Linked DNA regions of Gossypium hirsutum: all the other regions are linked to region 1. A link is a contact called in public Hi-C data. All regions are on one chromosome and are shown on one strand. The core of a region is the stretch at or near the end of the contact, and the rest is flanking DNA. Distances in the headings are between cores, read along the strand shown. Region 1 holds the start of LOC107951632 (guanylate kinase 2). Region 2 holds the start of LOC107939239 (putative elongation factor TypA-like SVR3, chloroplastic). Region 3 holds the start of LOC107951819 (probable protein phosphatase 2C 4).

The links. Hi-C and Micro-C count contacts between places; a contact is called where the count stands out from the background.
Region 2: a Hi-C map of leaf shows a contact between it and region 1, with 2.7 times the contacts expected there. The contact joins the promoter of LOC107939239 here to the promoter of LOC107951632 in region 1. A contact is called at or near these places in 3 of 34 Hi-C or Micro-C datasets (callus and leaf).
Region 3: a Hi-C map of leaf shows a contact between it and region 1, with 2.6 times the contacts expected there. The contact joins the promoter of LOC107951819 here to the promoter of LOC107951632 in region 1. A contact is called at or near these places in 4 of 34 Hi-C or Micro-C datasets (callus and leaf).

Annotation. Positions count from the first base shown.
Region 1 is chrA02:71,966,322-71,969,905 of Gossypium_hirsutum_v2.1, reverse strand. LOC107951632 (guanylate kinase 2) reads left to right here and starts at 1,638. Exons shown (of 11, transcript XM_041087260.1): 1 at 1,638-1,938; 2 at 2,410-2,444; 3 at 2,616-2,723; 4 at 2,849-2,925; 5 at 3,008-3,137; 6 at 3,271-3,584. The coding sequence starts at 2,442.
Region 2 is chrA02:72,486,108-72,489,889 of Gossypium_hirsutum_v2.1, reverse strand. It overlaps LOC107939239 (putative elongation factor TypA-like SVR3, chloroplastic), which reads right to left and starts at 2,231. Exons shown (of 14, transcript XM_016872540.2): 1 at 1,937-2,231; 2 at 1,736-1,845; 3 at 305-508. The coding sequence starts at 2,159.
Region 3 is chrA02:72,903,790-72,907,091 of Gossypium_hirsutum_v2.1, reverse strand. It overlaps LOC107951819 (probable protein phosphatase 2C 4), which reads left to right and starts at 1,638. Exons shown (of 6, transcript XM_041087185.1): 1 at 1,638-1,795; 2 at 2,021-2,426; 3 at 2,957-3,057; 4 at 3,153-3,302. The coding sequence starts at 3,214. LOC107952373 (chlorophyll a-b binding protein 7, chloroplastic) reads left to right here. Exons shown (of 9, transcript XM_041087136.1): 8 at 12-104; 9 at 710-1,136. The coding sequence ends at 1,021.

The DNA.
Region 1 (3,584 bases), core at 389-2,888:
TCCTTTGGAAAATAAATAAAGCTCATATGAGTACTTACCTTTCTTTTGCTAGATTTCACTTTCTCTTCTCATTCTTTCACACTTTTGTCACGTCTTTTCCTTTGTCTATAATATTTCCATCACTTTCTTTTCTTTCTCACTTGTCTTTTTAATCTTTTCACTTTCTTCTCAACTTTATCCACTTCCAACTCCAATTTCTTACTTCCAATATGACAATCAAACTCTCTAGGATCTCTAATTCACTTTTTCTTTTTGGTGGCTATGGAAATTCTAACTAATTTTGGGTGAAAACAATAAACCTTACAAAAAAAGGACTAAATTGTAGAAAAAAAAGTTTTTTTCTTCTCCATTTCTCATACAAGTTGGAAGCAAATGGAAAGTATGAAAAACTTTCTTCATCTTTCTTCCTTTTAAATTCACTTTAAATTATAAAATATTAATAAAATATTATTAACATAATAATTAAATACTATAAAACCGCACCAACATCATCATTTTGATCTAAGGGCCCATATTTCCTACTTCATAATTAATTAAGCAAATCCAATGGCTAAAATTTCATCTACACTTTTAAGGGAATTTTAGTAATTTTTCCAAAATGATCTTTCTTACAAAATGACTATTTTGCCCCAAGTAAAATTTTATATTTTCATTTGGCTCATTTTCGCCTTTAGGGTATTTTCACTTTTGGTCCATCTTTTTCTATTTATATTTTAACCCTACAAATTTTAAATATTTATACTTTAGCCCCAACATTTTTCACTCTTTGTGATTTAGTCCTTTTTTTAAATTAATATATCACGTCATCTTTCTTGATTTAACTTCTTTTGACACGCATCAACCTTCTCTTTTATTGATTATATACCTCATCTCACTATACAAAGAAATTCATTATGCAGGATCTCAAATTAGTGTCACTTTTATAACATAGTGATTTTAATGTCATTACACCATTAATGAATCATTGTAGGATAGAAATGGTCGAGGAACTATTTGAGGACTTGGATTTTGGTCATGCTTGACCTTTTTGCTACTACGCTTTAGTTCGTCTTCCTCTTCACTCAAGAGAATTGAAGTTGCCATAACCTAGAGGCGAAACTAGAAATTAGTTTTAGAGGAGCCGGAATATAAATATGCATTTTTTTAGAGCTAAATGCAATTTCATCATTGTATTAACTTATATTTTTATAATTTTTAATAAATTAAATTAAAAATTTATCACTTTTTAGACCAAAATTGAATTTGATCATATACTCTTTTTAAGAATTTTATAAAAAATAAATATGCAAATGTAATATTTTTCCAATTAAGGGAGCCTTGGCCGCTCCGAACCCCCTTTGATGCTGCCCCTGCCATTTATTTGGTAAAATGGTTATCTTAACCTATGACCGCTTTACGACTAAGCCAAAGCCTTCTAATTCTTTTGTTCTTTTCCCTTTTTTTATATAATAAATAAATAAATTTCCCCTAGAAAAGAGCCATTAAAAGAACAGAACGAATTAAATAATAATAAGAAAAAAAGAAAGAAAGAAAACTTACTATTCCTAGTATTAAACAAATTGTTTTTTTATTTTTGGAAAAAAAAAAAGTGAAGCTTCCCAACAGCCTCGTATGAAAATGAGAGCCGGGCCAACGGGGTCTTCTTGTTTTCGTTAATTGAATGCAACCGAAAAAGAGAAAAGCCTACCTCTCTCTCTCTCTTTCTCTTCACCAAAATAAAAAGAGTGATTGGATTTCAGGTTTCCTTGCAATTCTTCTCCTTTCCGAATCCCATGTTTTGATCTGATTTAACTCCCAATACTCGGCCAAACGAATATCGCAAAGCTGAAACATACCCATTTTTCTTCCTATTCTTTTTTCTAATAATACTATCCCTTTTGGGAAATATCCTCCGCCTAGCCAATATAAACTTGTTTTTTTTTTCTTCTCTTATCAAAGGTATGAATTTGGTGTTTAACCAATCTGTTTCGTTCTTTTCGAGCCTTTTTTCGCCTATATTTATTTTTTAGCCATGTTATTGCATCTGGTGTTCTTTTTTTTTTTTTGAAGTTTATTCTCTCTATCTCTCGTTTTTGAGACCTGGGTTGTTTGAAATTTGACGTAAAACCCAACTGAAATTTTATTATTTTAGCTTGTATCTGATTTCTGGTTGTTTTTTCCTGTCTGTTCATACTTTTATGTTTTGGATTGTAATGCTAGATTGGAATCTGGGTTTTGGTTTCAGAAATCTAATTAGTTGTTATACCTGTAAAAAATGGTTCCCTTTTACCTTCGATTATGGTTTCTTGTTTGACATGTAATTTGTATTGATTCAATGCCATCCGTGATTCCTTCTTTTATTGTTTGGTAGATCCCAAAAATATGAGTTCCTTTTATTTGATCTCTTATCTCTCCATGTGTATTGATCAGGGGGAATCTTGTTTTGGAGGCATTGGTTCCCCATGGTGAGCCTATCATCTTTTTATATATAGATATATTCGGGTGAAAATTGGTTTTCATTTTTATTTTCTCAGGAAAAGAAAGGGATACTAGCAGGCTATTGAGTTTTATGGTTTAGCAAAGGTGGAAAAAGTGGCTTAATTGTGATTTGATTTATTTTGGTTATTGGTCATCAGGGAGAAGCCCCAGCATTCTTTGTTGATAATCTACAAAATGGATTTTCAACCGGATTTGGCTTAAAATCCAAAGGCTTTGAGACCTTCACCGACGTTGGTGACAAAACAGTATGATACTTTAATGCCTAATTTGGTGTTCTTTTGTCATAAAGTGCTTCTCTTTGTTGTCTATTACGTGAGTTGTTCAATCACCTTTATCTGATTGAAGATTTGTGTGGATTTTCTATTGGCAGTTTGTAATTGGTGGGGCAAACTGTGATTCCGCATCATCTGTTGGAATTCAGATTTATGACAAATCTACTGGGAAATGGTTAGTTTGTGGCTAACACAATTTCTTCCTCTTTGGTTTCAGTTTAGAGTTACAAATTAATTGTTTATGGTAACATTTTCAGGGTGATTCCTACAGTCCTGGGAACAAAACCGAAGACATGTAAGGGCCATTCTGCCATTCTTTTAAATGAAGATCGTATAATGATTAGCATTCGGGGTTCCACCCTGGATGATTGCATTTGGTTTCTTGAGGTTGGTATTTTTGAAAACTTAAGATCCTTTGATGATATTTTCTGTTCGTTATAAATTTCTCTGCTTGTGGTTGCATAAAAACTATCTGAACATTTTGATGGTAATAATTGTTTTATTTTTTCTATATCGGTAGGTGGACACTGAATATGTTAAGGAACAAAAGAAAGATTTTGGGACTGAAGTTGTTGCCTGGAGTAAAGGTGTGACTGGCGAGGCAGAAAAGCCGGTTGTTATTAGCGGTCCATCTGGTGTTGGTAAGGGGACATTAATAAACATGCTTATGAAGGAATTCCCGTCCATGTTTGGGTTTTCTGTCAGCCATACAACTCGTGCACCAAGGGGCTTGGAGAAGAATGGAGTTCATTACCATTTTACCGAGCGAAATGTAATGGAGAATGATATAAAACATGGGAAATTCCTCGAGTTTGCTTCTGTTCATGGGAATTT
Region 2 (3,782 bases), core at 982-3,481, 520 kb before region 1:
AACTGAGAAAATATGCAAGTTTAATACTAAAATAATAATATGTTTTATCTCTTCTACATAAAAAGTGCTTCATAACATATGTATTTTAATGGTGAAGGTCCCTAGTGAAAACTTTTGAATGCACTGTTGGCAAGAGGGACCCATATAAAATAAAGATATAAAAAACTCTATGGCTTTAGACAAACAATTTTATGAATCTAAATTTCATTTTTATATTTTCTACTATTCACTAGAAAAAAATTACTTTACAGGGGCACCACTTGAAAAGATGAAATTCTAAAAAAGGGAAAGTGAGAAGCAATACCACTAGAAGAACTCCTTCAACCATATTGAGGATGCGTTCAACTTCACCTCCAAAGTCAGAATGTCCAGGAGTATCTATTATATTAATTTTTGTGCCCTTATATGTGATAGATGTATTTTTGCTAAGAATTGTAATACCCCTTTCCCGTTCAAGATCATTTGAGTCCATTACCCTCTCTTGTACGAATTGATTGTCCCGAAAAACCTACAAGAGAAATCAGTAATGAGAATTAGCATTACAATTGGCATAATGCTACAAGTTTTATTATCAACATAGGCAATTTCAAATAGAGACCAAGGGACATCTTCTGTCCTCATAGAATTTCAGATAATATAGAATCCACCTCTATCAGATAAAGGGTATGGTAACATATATATAAATCTGTATATTTTTTGGGTAATGAAAGACAAAACACAAGCTAAGCAGCAACCATTCTCATCATCTCTATATCTCTTTATCGTCTTGGAGAAGTTGCACACTTCATTAGGTGGTTCTTGCAAAACACACGTGCCGTATTGTCTCCCCAGGGCAATAGGAGTGATATTGGTTAAAAGGGATGAGTACCAAAATATCATACAAAAATTTCCCCTTCTATCCAATCCTAGAGCCTTTCTCCCTCATTAATCTCAAGACATCCATTCAGCCCAGCTCTCATGTCATTTATCAATCCTTTGAGACATAAACCTCAACAAATTCAATTAATGGCTCTAATCAACCCCTAAGGTTGAACCCTAGTAAATTGGAAGTTCACAAGAAGTAAAATAGCCTAAAGTTCGATATAAATAAATAGTAAAATAATAAAACCTAATATATACAACATTGGACTCATATATCATGAAAATTAAGCCTAAAAATTGAACCCAATATGATTTAAACTCGAATTAAAATCCAAAACTCGTAAATTCCAGCAATAATCAAGTCCAAAAATTTTGTTCGCGTTGTGTTTAGTAAAATAGTCATAACTTGAGCTCTCGGACTCAAAATCGAGTGATACAAAGTGCCTGGATTCAATCCAAATAGTCACAAATTAACTAATCTTTTGAGCTTAAAAATTGACAGCTTGTTTGAATTGTCACGAATTGAGTAATCTTTTGAGATTGAAATTGACAGCTTTATTGAATTGTCATTAATAAACTTCAACCCATTCATGTATATATCATCAAAGCTAGGCCAAACAAGGGTTTTCAACTCCAACTTTTAGCTTAAATGAAAGCGCCCAAAAAAATGAGTATTTTAGACTAAACTGAAATAAATTTAATCTAAGAGTAGTCTTCACTGCAACTCTAATGGCACGAAACAAAACTCTTATCCCGATCCAAATTCAGAAATTAGAATAATAAATAGGCACAAAGCAAACAGAAAAGAAACAATACATAAAGAAACTGAAACAATTATGAACGACTTAAGCGGATAGAAACCACATTCGTTCACCTTTGACTGTTTCAACATTGCATCCACCAAAGTAGTCTTTCCATGGTCAACATGCGCCACGATTGCTATGTTCCTTATATCGCTTCGCCTCTTTAACTGACTCCTCTTCTCTAGTAATCAACCACAAACTTTAAAATAATAATAAAAAGGAACTCAGAGAACAAAAAAAACCAACTTAAAACTAAACAAGAAATAAAATACCGATTGCAGGTTGAGCCGCCTGAGAAACAGAGCACTTGACCGGTTTAGTGAAAGTCCTAGAACCAAATTTGAGACATGTCCTTTTGGAGTTGAAGGAAGAAAGTGGAGAAGAGATGAGACCGGAAAGCTGCGTGGGAAATAGAAATTTAGGCTTAGGGTTAGAGCTAGAGTTAATGAAAGGAGATTTGAAGGAAGAGTTATGGAAGCTAATTGCCATCTCCATTTCTCCTTTCCTTTCTCAGTTCAGCGAGTGAAAGGAAAAAGAGAAATGAAAGGATTGGGCAGATAAGGCTGGTATCGAAACTAACGGAAACTTTTATTTGGGTACTCGGAGGGCCGATTTCATCCACGTCATCATCTGTGGGTCCAAATTTTGTGGGATCTATTTTTTAGCCCAGACCCTAATCTTAGCCCCAAAATATATATGTGGCCTCAGTTTTTTTTCCCTTAAATACGGGAAAAGCAGCTCTAGAGTAATGGTTAGCATTTGAAGACACCAATTCAAGTTTGCTTATACTGTAGAAGATTAAATTTTGTAATTATGTATTTAATTTGTTGAAAAATTACAGCTTTTGGAAGTAAATAAATATCAACAAAAACAATAATCAGGTCATTATTTAAAGTTTTTTAATGAAATAAATAGTTAATAGTAGAATTGAAATACAGGTAAGTTTAGATTGGATTTACTTTAGATATGGATTTTTTTTAGTTCAGACCCTTTCAAATTCAGATTTTTTCAAGTTTTGTTTTTTTCAAATTTCGGCTTGGATAGGGTTAGGCAGGTTGTGATGTTCAAATAATTTTGAATTTTATAAGTTATAATATTTTAATTTCGAATATAATAATTCATTTTACTTTTATACAATTACAACGCAATTCAAATTTGACTCGTAAAAAACATAAATTTTATATATAATAGAGTTCTTTTATATAAAATAATTAAAATGCTTATTGTCTATAAAATTTATTATTCTATTATATTATACGAATTAACAAAAATATCTTTTATTACTCATTATTGTATTATATAGACAATTGAATAATTTTTATCTTTCTTATTAAATTTATAAACCTAATACTTGTATTCTAAAATATTTAGTCCGAAATACAAATATATTATACTAAACCCAAATTCAAATAAGATACTCATCATAATCTCAAACTCAAAATAAACTAATTATAACTCGAATCTCAAGTCCAAGATAAAAAGAAATTAAAATCCCAATATCCAAATACAATTCGTAACAGCTAGGATGAGAAAAATAACTAAAAAAGTATAGGGAAATTCAAACATGAGACCTTTAGCAATTAATTAACACACTAAACCATAAAACCATTTTTTCCTTATGTTACAAATTTGCACAATTTAGTAAATAAATTCTAGGGCGTGACAACTCTACCCCCTTAAAGAAAATTTTGTCCTTGAAATTTACTTAATCCAAACAAGTGATGATATTGTTTGACGCATAGTCTCTTCGAGTTCCCAAGTGGCTTTGCTATCACCATGATTCTGCTACAAAACTTTCACTAAAGGAATCTGCGTCTTCCTCAATTTCCTGACTTCACGGTTTAAAATTTGTACAACTCTTGCTCATAAGTCAAATTGGGTCTCACCTCAACCTCATCAATTGAAATCACATGCGAAGGATCAAAACGGTATCTCCTCAACATAGACACATGAAATACATCATGTATGTGATCCAGTTCCGGAGGTAACTCTAATTGATAAGCCACTGGTCTAATCCTCTTAAGAACTTTATATAACCCAATGAACCTCAGACTCAACTTGCCTTTATGTCTAAATCTCAATATTTTCTTCCATGGTGAAACCTTTAGGAAGACTTAG
Region 3 (3,302 bases), core at 389-2,888, 940 kb before region 1:
ATTTTTGTGAGGGAGAAACACTGGACTACCTTGGCATCCCGGGTCTACACTTAGCTGGAGGGCAAGGAGTGATTATCATTGCTATCTGCCAGGCCCTCTTGATGGTAGTATCTTTTTAGCAATCTCATTGTTCTGATCCCTTTCCTTCATAAATATCATTTATGCAATAGTTGGGAAAAGAGAGACTGTTAAGGATTGTGCAATTTTATTTTTATTTTCATTTACACTTAAGGTGTGCTTGGTTGGGTGGAAATGTCGAAAGAAAACAAATTTTGAGTGTGTTTAGTTGGAAAGAAAGGTGAGAAAAAGGAAATAGGAGAGATGATTATTTTTCATTCTAATGTATAAAAACCAATTCTTTCTAATGTATAAAAACCAATTCTTTCATATTGGAATGATGAGAGGAGAGAAAATAAGAGAGAGATGTGAATGTTAGTTTAAACTTATGCATTTTTTAAATGTTTTATTTTTTTCCATTTCATTTTTCAAGTCTACTAAGCAAATGACGGAAGGAAAATTACTTTGTTGATTCTATTTTTTCATCTTTCCTACCAAGTACATCTATGGAAAGAAAAATTATATTTTTGATCTTTTTATTTTCCTACCCTTCAATTTTTTATCTTTCTAATTTTTTTTCCGCTCTACCAAGCAAAGATTTAATGTTTCAATAATTGGAGGTTTTGTTGGTTACTATTTGATTGCAATATAGGTTGGACCAGAGTATGCAAGATATTGCGGGATAGAGGCATTGGAGCCTCTGGGGATTTACTTGCCAGGCGATATTAATTACCCGGGAGGAGTTTTATTTGACCCATTGAAGCTGTCAAAAGACCCAGTAGCTTTTGAGGAGCTGAAGGTGAAGGAGATTAAAAATGGGAGGCTAGCCATGGTTGCTTGGTTAGGCTTTTATTTCCAAGCAGCTTTGACAGGTAAAGGTCCAGTTCAGAACCTAGTTGAGCACCTCTCTGATCCATTTCATAATAACCTATTTTCCCTTCTTAATTCCATGTCAAATACATAATTCTCAATACAGAATCATAGATATAAATACTTTGTAAACCACTTTTTAGTTTTATCTTACTATATATGTATGTAAATGACTATTACTTTCTTTCTAAATTTGACATGGTTTTGTATCTAGGGATGGTAGAGATGGGATTTTTTTATTTATTGTTTTAATAAGTTACAAATGCAATTATAATAGTCTACCCAAACGTGGACAGTTATAATCAATTATTAAAATGAACTAACTGATTAATAATCAAAATATATTTGAAAATAAAAATTAACAAATAAAAAAAATTGAAAAGAATTTATTACATGATAAGATTTGAATTTCAAAATTTTAAAGTTTTTGTGTATTTTTCCTATTAAACTAAGGTATTATTGGCAATGTCAATGATTTTTAATCACAAGCATTTGAATTAATTTAAAATTATTATTCGAATAATTAAAATTAAATTTTAATTTCACCTAACTTTTTAAGTTTATTTTTTGAATGAATATAGTTGGAATGAATATAGTTGGATTTATTGGAAAACAAAGCCCAAAACAAAATAATCCAAAATACATAGAAAGGCCGAAAGATTCGACCCAGACCCAGTAAAATCATTACCTGAGGCAACATAAGTTAAATCCCATTAACCTACAAACTCTTCATTTTCCCGAAATCCCCTTTCCTCTTCATTTTCCCGAAAACCTACAACTTCAGCAAAAACAGAACTAGAACGACTCCCATTACAAGATAGCCCACTCCTTGGATGGTCTCTTTCCACCATCTCCACTGCGTAATCAGGTACTCTTCCATTTTCGTTTCTACGTTCTCCATTTCTTAAACCTTTTGCCAACAGATTTGCCACTTCATTTTTCATTTCTTTGCCATATAGAAACTTGCATATCTAGAAATCCTGACTTAACTGTAAACAGTCTTTAATGATAGCACCGATCTCCAATTTATCTTCCTCTTTCATTTGTAGTTTTTTTTTTATTACTGATAGAGCATCCCCCTTTACCTCTATAGCCATAACCCCCAAATCCATCCCCATTTGAAGCCTTTGAACACATGCAATAGCCTCTGGAACAAAAATCGAAGGAGAACCCACATTTTAATAACCCTAGACCCCTTTGAATCCCGTACAACGATCCCAAAGCAAGACCTATGTTCCTCCTTATTGTTGCGATATCAAAGTTGATTTTCACAAAGGGAATCTCTGGTGGTTTCCACCTCCCTACCTCCCTCGGTTTGACAAGTAAGTATATCTTCAGCCCGTCCAATTCACTCAAATAGTTTCTTACAAAATCTGCTGTTTCTAATGCCGTTATTTTTTTTTCTCTTATGCACCCATCTGTTTCTTGTTGGTCATATCGCCCACAATCCGAAAACAAAAATACGACACTGATTCAAGGAATTATTTTCAAACAACCAGGTAATCCAACTCAAAAAATCCTTAGAGAAATCCTTTTGTCGCCCATATACTCTTCCAAGTAAAAGAAGGTAGATTCCTCAACCTTGCTTTTAAGAAGTACGTCGTTGGATGGTATTTAGGTTTTAACGTACAAGCAAGTAAAGAATTTGGAAACGTAACTAACCTCCAACCTTGTTTTGCAAGGAACAATAAATTACATTGACGTAATGCCAAAAATAGCCCCTAATGTTTGGCTGTTTGGTCACTTTGGCCTTTTATTTTTTTTGGAGCATTTTTAACACTTAGGCTCCGTTTGGTAATTTGTAAAAGCTTTTCCGTAAAAGCTTTTCAGGTTTTTCTGGTGTTTGGTTGGGTGAAAATAATTTCCTACGGTAAAATATTTTACATAAGTTGGGAGAATGGGGTCTTTTTTTAGGAAAATGTCTTACCCTTTTGAATTTGGTAAGACATTTTCCGGAAAAACACAGCTTCTTCTCCCCTTTCCCCTTTCCCTATTTTAAATCCTCATCTCGAAGTTTCTGCCATGAAAGCTGCTTCCTTCAACACTCCCCATTTTCCGTCCATCATCAGAGGAAGATGGTCGCGAAAGGTGCTTCATTTTCCATACTTTTAGCAGCACTGGCTGGCTCGTGTAAGTTCCTTTTTTTTTCTTTTTCTGGTATGACTAAAGGTCTTTTATTTTGGAATTTTGCTCATAGAAAAGTAAATTCTGGCATTATTTAGCAGACACGGTTCAGTGATTGAGCGTTTTCAGAGAAGAGAGGGGTCGAAGGTGAGGTATAAGGACATGGCAAATAAGAGGGAAGAGAATCAAAGGAGGTGGAAGTGTGGATGGGATAGGGAAAGATTAGAACTTGATAGGAAATTGAAGGAACA